Linked DNA regions of Mus musculus: all the other regions are linked to region 2. Evidence: chromatin contacts called from public HiChIP or PLAC-seq data. All regions are on one chromosome and are shown on one strand. Each heading gives the region's core, a stretch centred on a gene start, on an enhancer-like site or on the middle of the called end of the contact. The rest is flanking DNA. Distances are from core to core; before and after follow the strand shown.

What was found. HiChIP or PLAC-seq counts read pairs in DNA pulled down with a chosen protein or histone mark.
Region 1: a contact with region 2 is called in an H3K27ac HiChIP or PLAC-seq map of embryonic stem cells, with 9 read pairs. The contact joins the enhancer-like site here to the promoter of H6pd in region 2. A contact is called at or near these places in 25 of 39 promoter capture datasets (the 3T3-L1 cell line, 3T3-L1-derived adipocytes, the C10 cell line and 16 more), 1 of 15 datasets of contacts at CTCF or cohesin (embryonic stem cells), 10 of 484 Hi-C or Micro-C datasets (B cells, the G1E-ER4 cell line, the HL-1 cell line and 4 more), 33 of 115 datasets of contacts at active chromatin or transcription factors (the 230-238 cell line, the NIH/3T3 cell line, T-cell acute lymphoblastic leukemia and 20 more) and 6 of 9 other capture datasets (adipose tissue, bone marrow-derived macrophages, embryonic stem cells and 3 more).
Region 3: a contact with region 2 is called in an H3K27ac HiChIP or PLAC-seq map of embryonic stem cells, with 6 times the contacts expected there. The contact joins the enhancer-like site here to the promoter of H6pd in region 2. A contact is called at or near these places in 10 of 39 promoter capture datasets (the 3T3-L1 cell line, the C10 cell line, embryonic stem cells and 6 more), 1 of 15 datasets of contacts at CTCF or cohesin (CD8 T cells), 2 of 484 Hi-C or Micro-C datasets (the HL-1 cell line and bone marrow-derived macrophages), 22 of 115 datasets of contacts at active chromatin or transcription factors (the 230-238 cell line, the NIH/3T3 cell line, T-cell acute lymphoblastic leukemia and 12 more) and 5 of 9 other capture datasets (adipose tissue, embryonic stem cells, liver and 2 more).

The regions. Positions count from the first base shown.
Region 1 is chr4:149,798,838-149,801,537 of GRCm38.p6, forward strand. It overlaps Gm42354 (a long non-coding RNA gene), which reads left to right. Exons shown (of 3, transcript XR_881588.1): 2 at 1,475-1,636. Among named protein-coding and RNA genes, the nearest start is that of Gm42354, 9.5 kb to the left of the region's middle. Within about 2 kb of position 1,419, at least 26 of the 459 cell types and tissues checked have an H3K27ac peak or open chromatin away from gene starts, as enhancers often do. A contact at or near this core is called in the 230-238 cell line, adipose tissue, embryonic stem cells and 4 more, where this site is marked.
Region 2 is chr4:150,001,850-150,004,592 of GRCm38.p6, forward strand. H6pd (hexose-6-phosphate dehydrogenase (glucose 1-dehydrogenase)) reads right to left here and starts at 1,387. Exons shown (of 5, transcript NM_001291004.1): 1 at 1,183-1,387.
Region 3 is chr4:149,824,608-149,827,328 of GRCm38.p6, forward strand. No RefSeq gene overlaps it. Among named protein-coding and RNA genes, the nearest start is that of Gm42354, 35 kb to the left of the region's middle. Within about 2 kb of position 1,319, at least 3 of the 459 cell types and tissues checked have an H3K27ac peak or open chromatin away from gene starts, as enhancers often do. A contact at or near this core is called in embryonic stem cells, where this site is marked.

The DNA of each region.
Region 1 (2,700 bases), core at 169-2,668, 200 kb before region 2:
TCCCAGCTAGCCTGGGAGCCATCAGTCCCTTGGGGGTGGGGGAGGCACTGGACTCTTGTTGGTGGGTGGTTCCTGTTGCAGTCACGCACTCTAGGCAACAGGTCTAGTTGTTAGTGAGTCTGAGCAGGGGTAGGACTTGTTTGTCTCATGCTCTGATTTTTCTCTCCACGCCCCTTTCCCCTCAGTGAGAATCTGCACTTGAACAAATCCCAGCTCAAACAATGAATGGGTCAGCATCTGTTTACCACTGCCTGACTTTTATCCCACTATCCCTTGGGACAAATATATCGACCATGAGTATCAAACGTGGGCTCATGGTGTGGGGGATGACCCTTAAAACATCTGCCCCTAACTGTGTCCTTCTTTAGACAGGGGCAGAATGGAGCTTTGTTCTTAATTTACAAGTCAGAAGGAAGTCCTCAGAGAAAGCGCCTTTCAGCACCGTCTCAAGATGGTGCCAGGATTTTCCCATTTACGGGTGGGGGGTGGGGGTGGGGGCTCTTCTACAAAAGAAATCACGAACTATTTTTCATAAAGACCACCCAGGCAGACTTTATAATACAGTTGAAACTTTTAAAAATATTTATTATTTTTAAATTTTTGAGTGCATGGGTGGGTGTGGGGGTGTGGGGTGCATGCACGCACAAAAGCACAATGCAGGTAACTTAGAGGCCAGAAGAGGGCAGATTTCTCAGAGCTGGCATTACGGGTGGTCATGAGTCATTCCTATAGGTGCTGGGAACCAAACAGTAAACCTACCATGTGTTCTAACTGCTGAGTCTCTCTCCAGTCTAGGAATTAATTTTTTTGTGTGGGGTCCAAAAAATGTCAGACTTTTGACCTCTCAGCTCTGAGGAGAGCTGGCTGGGCCAGGTGCAGCTGTCTTTCCTTAGCCTCAGAGGGAAGTGTGTGTGTGTGTGTTTGTGTGTGTAGAAGGCAGAAATTAAGAGTACATGTTTTTTTTTTTTTTCACTCAGTCTTCATATTTTTGAGACAGATTCTCTCATGGAAGTTTAGTAACTTTGTTAGGCTGACTTGCCAGTGAGTTCCAGAAGTCCACGGGTACCAGACCTCTGGCAGTCCTGGGACTCTAGATGTGCATCACATGACCGATGTGTTCACAAGGACATTGGTCATCAGAACGCAAGTCCTCGTGCTGGGCCGCAGGCGCTGCATTGACGGAGCCGGTTCCATGGTCTCTCAGGGGGTTTTTAAACTGAATAGTGATGACTGGTCTCGGGCAGTGGTCAGCCGTTGATGTGTTTACAATGGAAAGGAAGGGAAAGCGGGGAAGCTCTGACTGGCATCAGCGCCGGAGCCAGGGAGAGGTCATCGAAGCTGCAAGCAGCATCCTGGGTAGCCGCACAGGATAGCCGCTAAAGGGCGCTGGGATTGGCTGCTGTACTTCCCTGCCTCTCGGATCTGACCTTGACTCCTCTGTGACTCATTCATATCTCTTTCCACAACACTGCAGGGTCTGAGGACAGTGGCTGGCTGGATCTGGTTTACTTTTTTGTATTCCCAGAAGCAGGATGAAGGATCAGCCCAGTTTCCCAGGAAATGTGTGCGCTGTGGAGGCCGCTTGCTGTGGTCTCTGGGTTGTAGCAGAGCTCAAAGAGCTCAGAGTTAGAGAGAGGTAAGAAGCCGTGAAGGGGGGGGGGGGGCTGGAGAGATGGCTCAGCGGTTAAGAGCTCCAGAGGTCCTGAGTTCAAATCCCAGCTACAACCATCTGTAATGGTATCTGATGCCCTCTTCTGGTGTGTCTGAAGAGAGCTAGTGTGTATTCATAAAACAAAAACAAAACAATAAGAAGCTCTGAGGAGGCTGTGTGTGGGTGGAGGTGTGGGTGTGGGTGGAGGTGGGGGCTCTGCTATGGAGCCCGGAATGCACCCAGATTGCACAGTGTATGGGGTATGGATTCAGTAGGAAGATTAGACCTGCCCTGGTTCAAGCTGGTTCAAGCTGGCAGAGTCAGGGACAAGGCCCAGGTACAGCAGAGCAGTGCATTGTGGCTTAGGCTTTAATGAAATAATGAAAACAGGCCTGTGGAGGGAAAAAGGCGATCCTTCCAGTCACAGGCTCAGCCCAAGGCTAGAAAGTCATTATAGGCTAGGAGTGTCAGCAAAGGGACCCAGCACCACAACTAAGAGGGAGTTTACTAGGCATGTAAGGCTGGCTCAGTATTAGAAAGCCAATTAATAAAATTCACTGTTTGAAGAGACTGAAGAAAGAAAAAGACAAAACAAAACAATAATAAAAAACCAAAAACCAAACCACAAATAAAAAAAAAAAACAAAAACAAAGAACAAACAGACAGAAAACCCAAACCAAAACACCATGTGGCAAAAACACAAACTACATGGGGTAAAATGCTCAGCAACTAAGAGATGGAAAGGAACTTCAACATCATAATAAAAATCCACAGAGCATGGCCGATCCCAGAGTGGAAGACGAGAAGCTGGTGGCTCTCCTGCAGACAGCAGGCACAAGGCCAGCTCATCACTACTGTCTGACACCGTACGGGAAGTTTCAACCAATGCAATAAGACAAGAAAGGGAATAGCATAAAAGATTCCCCCCCTCCTCTTCTTCCTCCTCTTCCTCCCCCCTCCCCCTCCCTCCCCCTCCTCCTCTTCCTCCTCCTCCTCTTCCTCCTCCTCCTCTTCCTCTTCCTCTTCCTCATCCTCCTCCTCCTCCAGTT
Region 2 (2,743 bases), core at 137-2,636:
CCCCAGAGTGAGACCAGGACAGCCAGGGATACAGAGAGAAATCCTGTCTGGAAAACCAAAACAACAGCTACAACAACAACAGAAGAGGGTGGAAGACAGTTTCCTGTATAACAAATTTTATTCATACCAACAGCTGGAACAGGACATGGTAACCCAAGCCCACAGTCTCAGTCTTTAGGAGTCAGGAGGATTGTGAGTTCAAGGTTAGCCTGGGCTACTTAGCAACCCCATGTCAAAAGAAAGAAAAGCAGAAGGGGTGGGGAGTAGGGTGGAGGCTGGAGAGATGACTCGGCACTTTAGAGGACCCAGTCCCAGCAGCCACACGGTGGCTCGGAACCATCCCTAACGGCAGTTCCAGGGGACCCTACACTAAGTATACACATGGTGCGCGTACAGACATGGGGACACACGAGATAAAACAGGCGGTGGGAGTCAGCAAGCAGGAGGGCACGCGGGCTTGCTCTGGGCAAGAATGCATTACTCTGACAGGCCGTCCTGGGAGAGACTCGCCCTTTAGACAGAGGCCCTGCTAACATTCCAGAAGGGGAAAGACTGATCTGGCCAGCCATGGTGAACAGGGGCAGAGTCCAGCTCCATCTTCCTGTCACCCTCACTGGAAAGAGGCACATGGCCAGCCATCCCAAAGCTGTCCCTGCCCAGTCCAGCAGCACCAAGAGGCAGGGCTGGTGCGGGCTAGTTACAGTCTCTATGCCCACAGACATGGGTGGGAGGGTGAGTGAGAGAGATCAGGAGCCACTACCTACCTCCCCTTCCCTACTCTACCCCCTCAGATACCATTGACAAAGCTGCTTCCCATGGATGGGGCAAGAAGAGGGGTGCCTCTAATCACAGCCCCAGAATCTGGACTTTTAAAAAGAAATTGGGGGGCTGGAGAGATGGCTCTGTGGTTAAGAGCACTGGCTGCTCTTCCAGAGGACCCGGGGTTCAATTCTGAGCATCCACACGGCAGTTCACAACTGTCTGTAACTCCAGTTCCAGGGGATCGGACACCCTCACACAGACACATATGCAGGCAAAACACCAATGCACAAAAAATAAAAATAAATACTAATTTTAAAAGGATTGGAAAAGAAACAAGAATTCAGATGAAAGAACATTTAGAAAATCATCCTTATCAGCCAAGCGTCCCCTCCAGTTCCGGGGCTCCGACGCCAAACTTACCAGTGCAGGCAAAGAACACAACCTGGTGTCAGTCAACCCTGGTCTGCATTTGGTCCCCTCATGGCCAATCTGGGGACCAGCACTTCCAGATGAAGCTCTCCTCTAAGTCCAAAGAGCCCTTTCTCCGGCCTCCTCTAAAGATAACTGGGAGCCCGGAGGAGCACTCAAAGCCCCTTTGAACCTTTTTGCAATGTTTTGATTGCAAAATTTCCGGTATTTTTCCCAGCTGGTTGTTAAACACAGCCATTAATAAAGTGAAATTACATAAATGAATAACCAACCAAATTCCATTAAGAACAAAGGTCAATAGACACTCAAAACTTATGTTTCCTGATCACGGGATCACTTTTTGCTGTCATGTATGCTCTTGATAATGGCTCATTAGGGGGACATCTATAACCCAGATATTGGCAAAGATCATAAATCAAGTTCCCCGGCCCCACCTCCCACATAGCAGCTGCTCAGCACTGGCCAGCCAGTTGCTATCGTGTGGCCAAACCGGTATTTCCTGGCTGCACTTTCCCACCTCACTCCAGAGTGGTCAATCAACTCATACTCAGATCAGAGCTCTGATCACATTAGTTGAATGCTGACTGGGTTTAGGCACATCTAAATCCAACTGGTTTATTAACCACAATTTAAATTACTCCCTCCTTGCCCTCCCCACATCTCCCCTCCCTGTCTCCCCTTCCCTTCAGGTTTGTGGTTCTTTGTTTTTGAGACAAGGCATCTCTATGTAGCCCAGGCTGGCCTCAGGCCTGGTATGCTCCAGCCCTGTCCTCCTTGGCACTGGGATTTCTGGCATGGCCTACCACATCTCTCAACTTGCTTCAAATGCTGTCTCCACCAGTCCCAGTAAACACAACATACTCAGATCATAAACCTTAGCGGTGTCTGGTCTGTTGGCAGATACAGGTGTCCACCTTCAAACCCTATTTGGGGGCAGCTCGGGTGTCTGCCACCAATCCTGATGACCTGAGTTCCCGCCACAGGAACCGCAGGGTAGAAGATGAGATCCAGCTGCACAGCCTGTCCTCTGAGCTCCACATGTGCACACACACACACACACACACACACACACACACACACGTACACACACACACACACACACACACACACACACGTGCACACAAACACAACAAAGCTCACACAGGTTTGGAGCACAGTGTCTCTCACTGCCTCTGTCTGTCCTGCCATCTCCTCTGTCTGGATTACTGCAGAACGCCCCCCCCCCCCCATAGCTTCCTATGGCCCCTGCAGAGCTGAGCCTAGCACAGGGGCCAGAGTGACCCTCACTGTTGGTAAGAAAGAGTCTACACAATCTAGCATCTTACCATCATCTCTTTGACCTCCTGTACTATTCTGGCCATCCTCCTGCCTCGGGGCCTTTGTTCTGGCTCTTCTCTCTGAGCTGCGTTCCCCCACAGGTACTCACATGGCACCTTAGCTCACCAGCTTCAGCAAGACCGCTTGCTCAGTCTGGCTTTCTCAGACCACTCCACAAAATACTAGAACTTCCACTTCCACCTCATGCCTCCTCCCTATTCTATTTCCCTCAGTA
Region 3 (2,721 bases), core at 69-2,568, 180 kb before region 2:
CAGACACATGACACAGGTCCAACATACAGATGAGACAGGCCCTATAGACAGATGAGGACCACTACAGAAAGCCTTAACCAACCAATCAAAATGAAGAGTTATAGAACCCAATGCTGTTGAATGAATCTACAAAACCACTCCCATGCCTAAGGCTTGGGAACATTGAGGAAGAGGGATAGAAAGATCATAAGGGCCCGAGGAAGAGAGTTTGTGGTGAGATTGTACCTCCTAGGAACTTCAGAAGCTACACGGGTAAAGTCTCACTATGTGACCATCCACACACAAGCCAAAGTACATCAACAAACATACAAACCAGGATGGGACAATCCCACAAGGCCTCATCCCCACACCAAGAGCTACTGGAACTGAGAGCTCTGAGAGCAGAAGAGGTGGTTGACTTCCCCAGAGAAGAGCACGCCGTTTGGCATCCAGGGCCAACGGTCAGCCCTGAAAACAGACACAAAAGTATCATTGTATGGATGCAATAGGTTATATTTGGGAATACATATGTGAATATACAAATACATATATGTATGCAATAATAATTGATGAGAAAAGAGGCTTTTAGTTTGAAGGAGGGTAGGAGGGGTGCAGAGGGGTTTGGAGGGAGGGAAGCGAAGGGAGAAATGTAATTAAATTACAATCTCAAAAAAAAAACCCACAAAAAAACCAAACCCAAACCCAAAATACAGGCCCAATACAAATACAAAACACACACACACACACACACACACACACACACGCGCGCGCGCGCATGAATGTATACATATACACGCACACACGCACATTCACATAATACACATACATGCACACATGTATATGCATACACACGAATGCACACACATTCACATACATGTACACACACACACACACACACCCTGGAGTGTCATTTACAAGCAAAAAATACAGGTCCTGATTTTATTATCGTTATCAACAGATTCAACGACTAAGTAATATGTATATTTTAAATACGAACCAAAAGCCACTATGCCAGATCAGAGATGGCGGAGCAAGCAAACTACCGCAGCCAAGACTGACGACTTTGTTTCCCAGAATCGACATGATCTGTGATCTGACTCCCGCACATTGTCCTTTGACCTCCACATGCGCATTGTGGCATGGGCACTCCTGCCTACACCTCCTCACATGCCCATAAATAAATTAAGAAATCAGAAAGTAAGGCAGACACAGCAGCAGGGGACGTGTAAAATTTTACAGTGCTCACTCTAGGCTTCTGTGCTCTGTGGAAGGCTCGTGGTGAACTCTGGCTGTCTGGCACAGACCGTGGACACTGAGAGAGCCTTATGCAAATAGCCTTCTTCCCAGAGTGCTCTGCTCCAGGGGGACTCTACAGTGCCATGATCCTCCCGCTTCCTTGACATTGCCTTGTCTCAGTCTCATTTCCTCCTGCTCTGCCTTAGCTGGAGGACCAGCACCTCTGTCCGGCTGTGACAGGACCCCTGCCTGGAGCTTCAGGGATACCCTTGGCTCTTGGGAATTTTTTTCTAGAACGTCCAGAGTGGCGCTTGGCCCCCTTTAGCCTCTTGTGGGTTTTCCTTTTCAGATGAGGCACTACTCCTCATGAGCCACTCGGGAGTATAATACAAATGAAAAAAGACGGCACATCCGTGGTTTCTCCTTGGGAGGTGCTGTGGGTTAGGGAAGGGGTCCTGCTAGGATGTGGGGGTGTTATCTTGGTCCCACTTCAGAGAGACTCACTTATGTGCCAGCCAGCAGCTTCAACCCCTCTGTTCCTGGAGGGCGTTCATGGTCTCGCTGCCTATTCTGCTCTGTTTTGTTTATACAATTAGTCCTTGTGTGTAATTATGTGTATGTGTCTGTATGCGCCCATGAGTGCAAGTGTCCATGGCTGTGAGTCACCTGATGTGGGTGCTGAGAATTGAACTCTGAAAGGGCAGTATGGGCTCTTCACCACAGAACCATGTCTCCGGCACTTTTGGCTGGTTTAGCTATCAACTTGATACAGCTTAGAGTCACCTGGGAAGTGAATCTAAACGAGGCATTATCTAGATCATTTTGGCCTACGGGCATGTCTATAGGATTGTCTTGATTATTAACTGATGTAGGAAGATTGTCCTGGTTAGTGTCATTACTAATGTAAGACACCAGGACCAAAGCAACTTGGGAGGAAAGGGATTATATCACTCACAGTTCCATAGAACAGTTCATCACCAGCAGTGAGGACAGGAACTCAGTCAGGGAGGAACCTGGAGGCAGCAGCTGATGCAGAGGCCATGGAGGGGTGCTGCTTACTGGCTTGCTCCTCATGGCTTGCTCAGCCTGCTTCCTTGTGGGCTGTACCCCCACACATCAGTCACCAACTAAGAAAATGCCCTGGAGGTTTGTCTGTAGTCTGATTGTATGGATTTAAAAATTGAGTTACCCCCCTCTAGGTTGACTTTAGCTTGTGTTAAGTTGACATAAAACCAGCCAGTGCATTTGACCCCTTATTAACTTGACACACAAACATATCACTTTAAAGCCACAACCTTTCTTTTCTCATTTGTCCCCAAGATCACATATTAATATAAACATCACAACCTAAAGTATTTCCAACAGCACTCGGGAGGCAGAAACAGGTGGATTTCTGAGTTTGAGGCCAGCCTGGTCTACAAAGTGAGCTCTAGGACTGCCAGGGCTATACAGAGAAACCCTGTCTCGAAAAAAAAAAAAACCAAAAAAAAGTATTTCCAAGCTGGC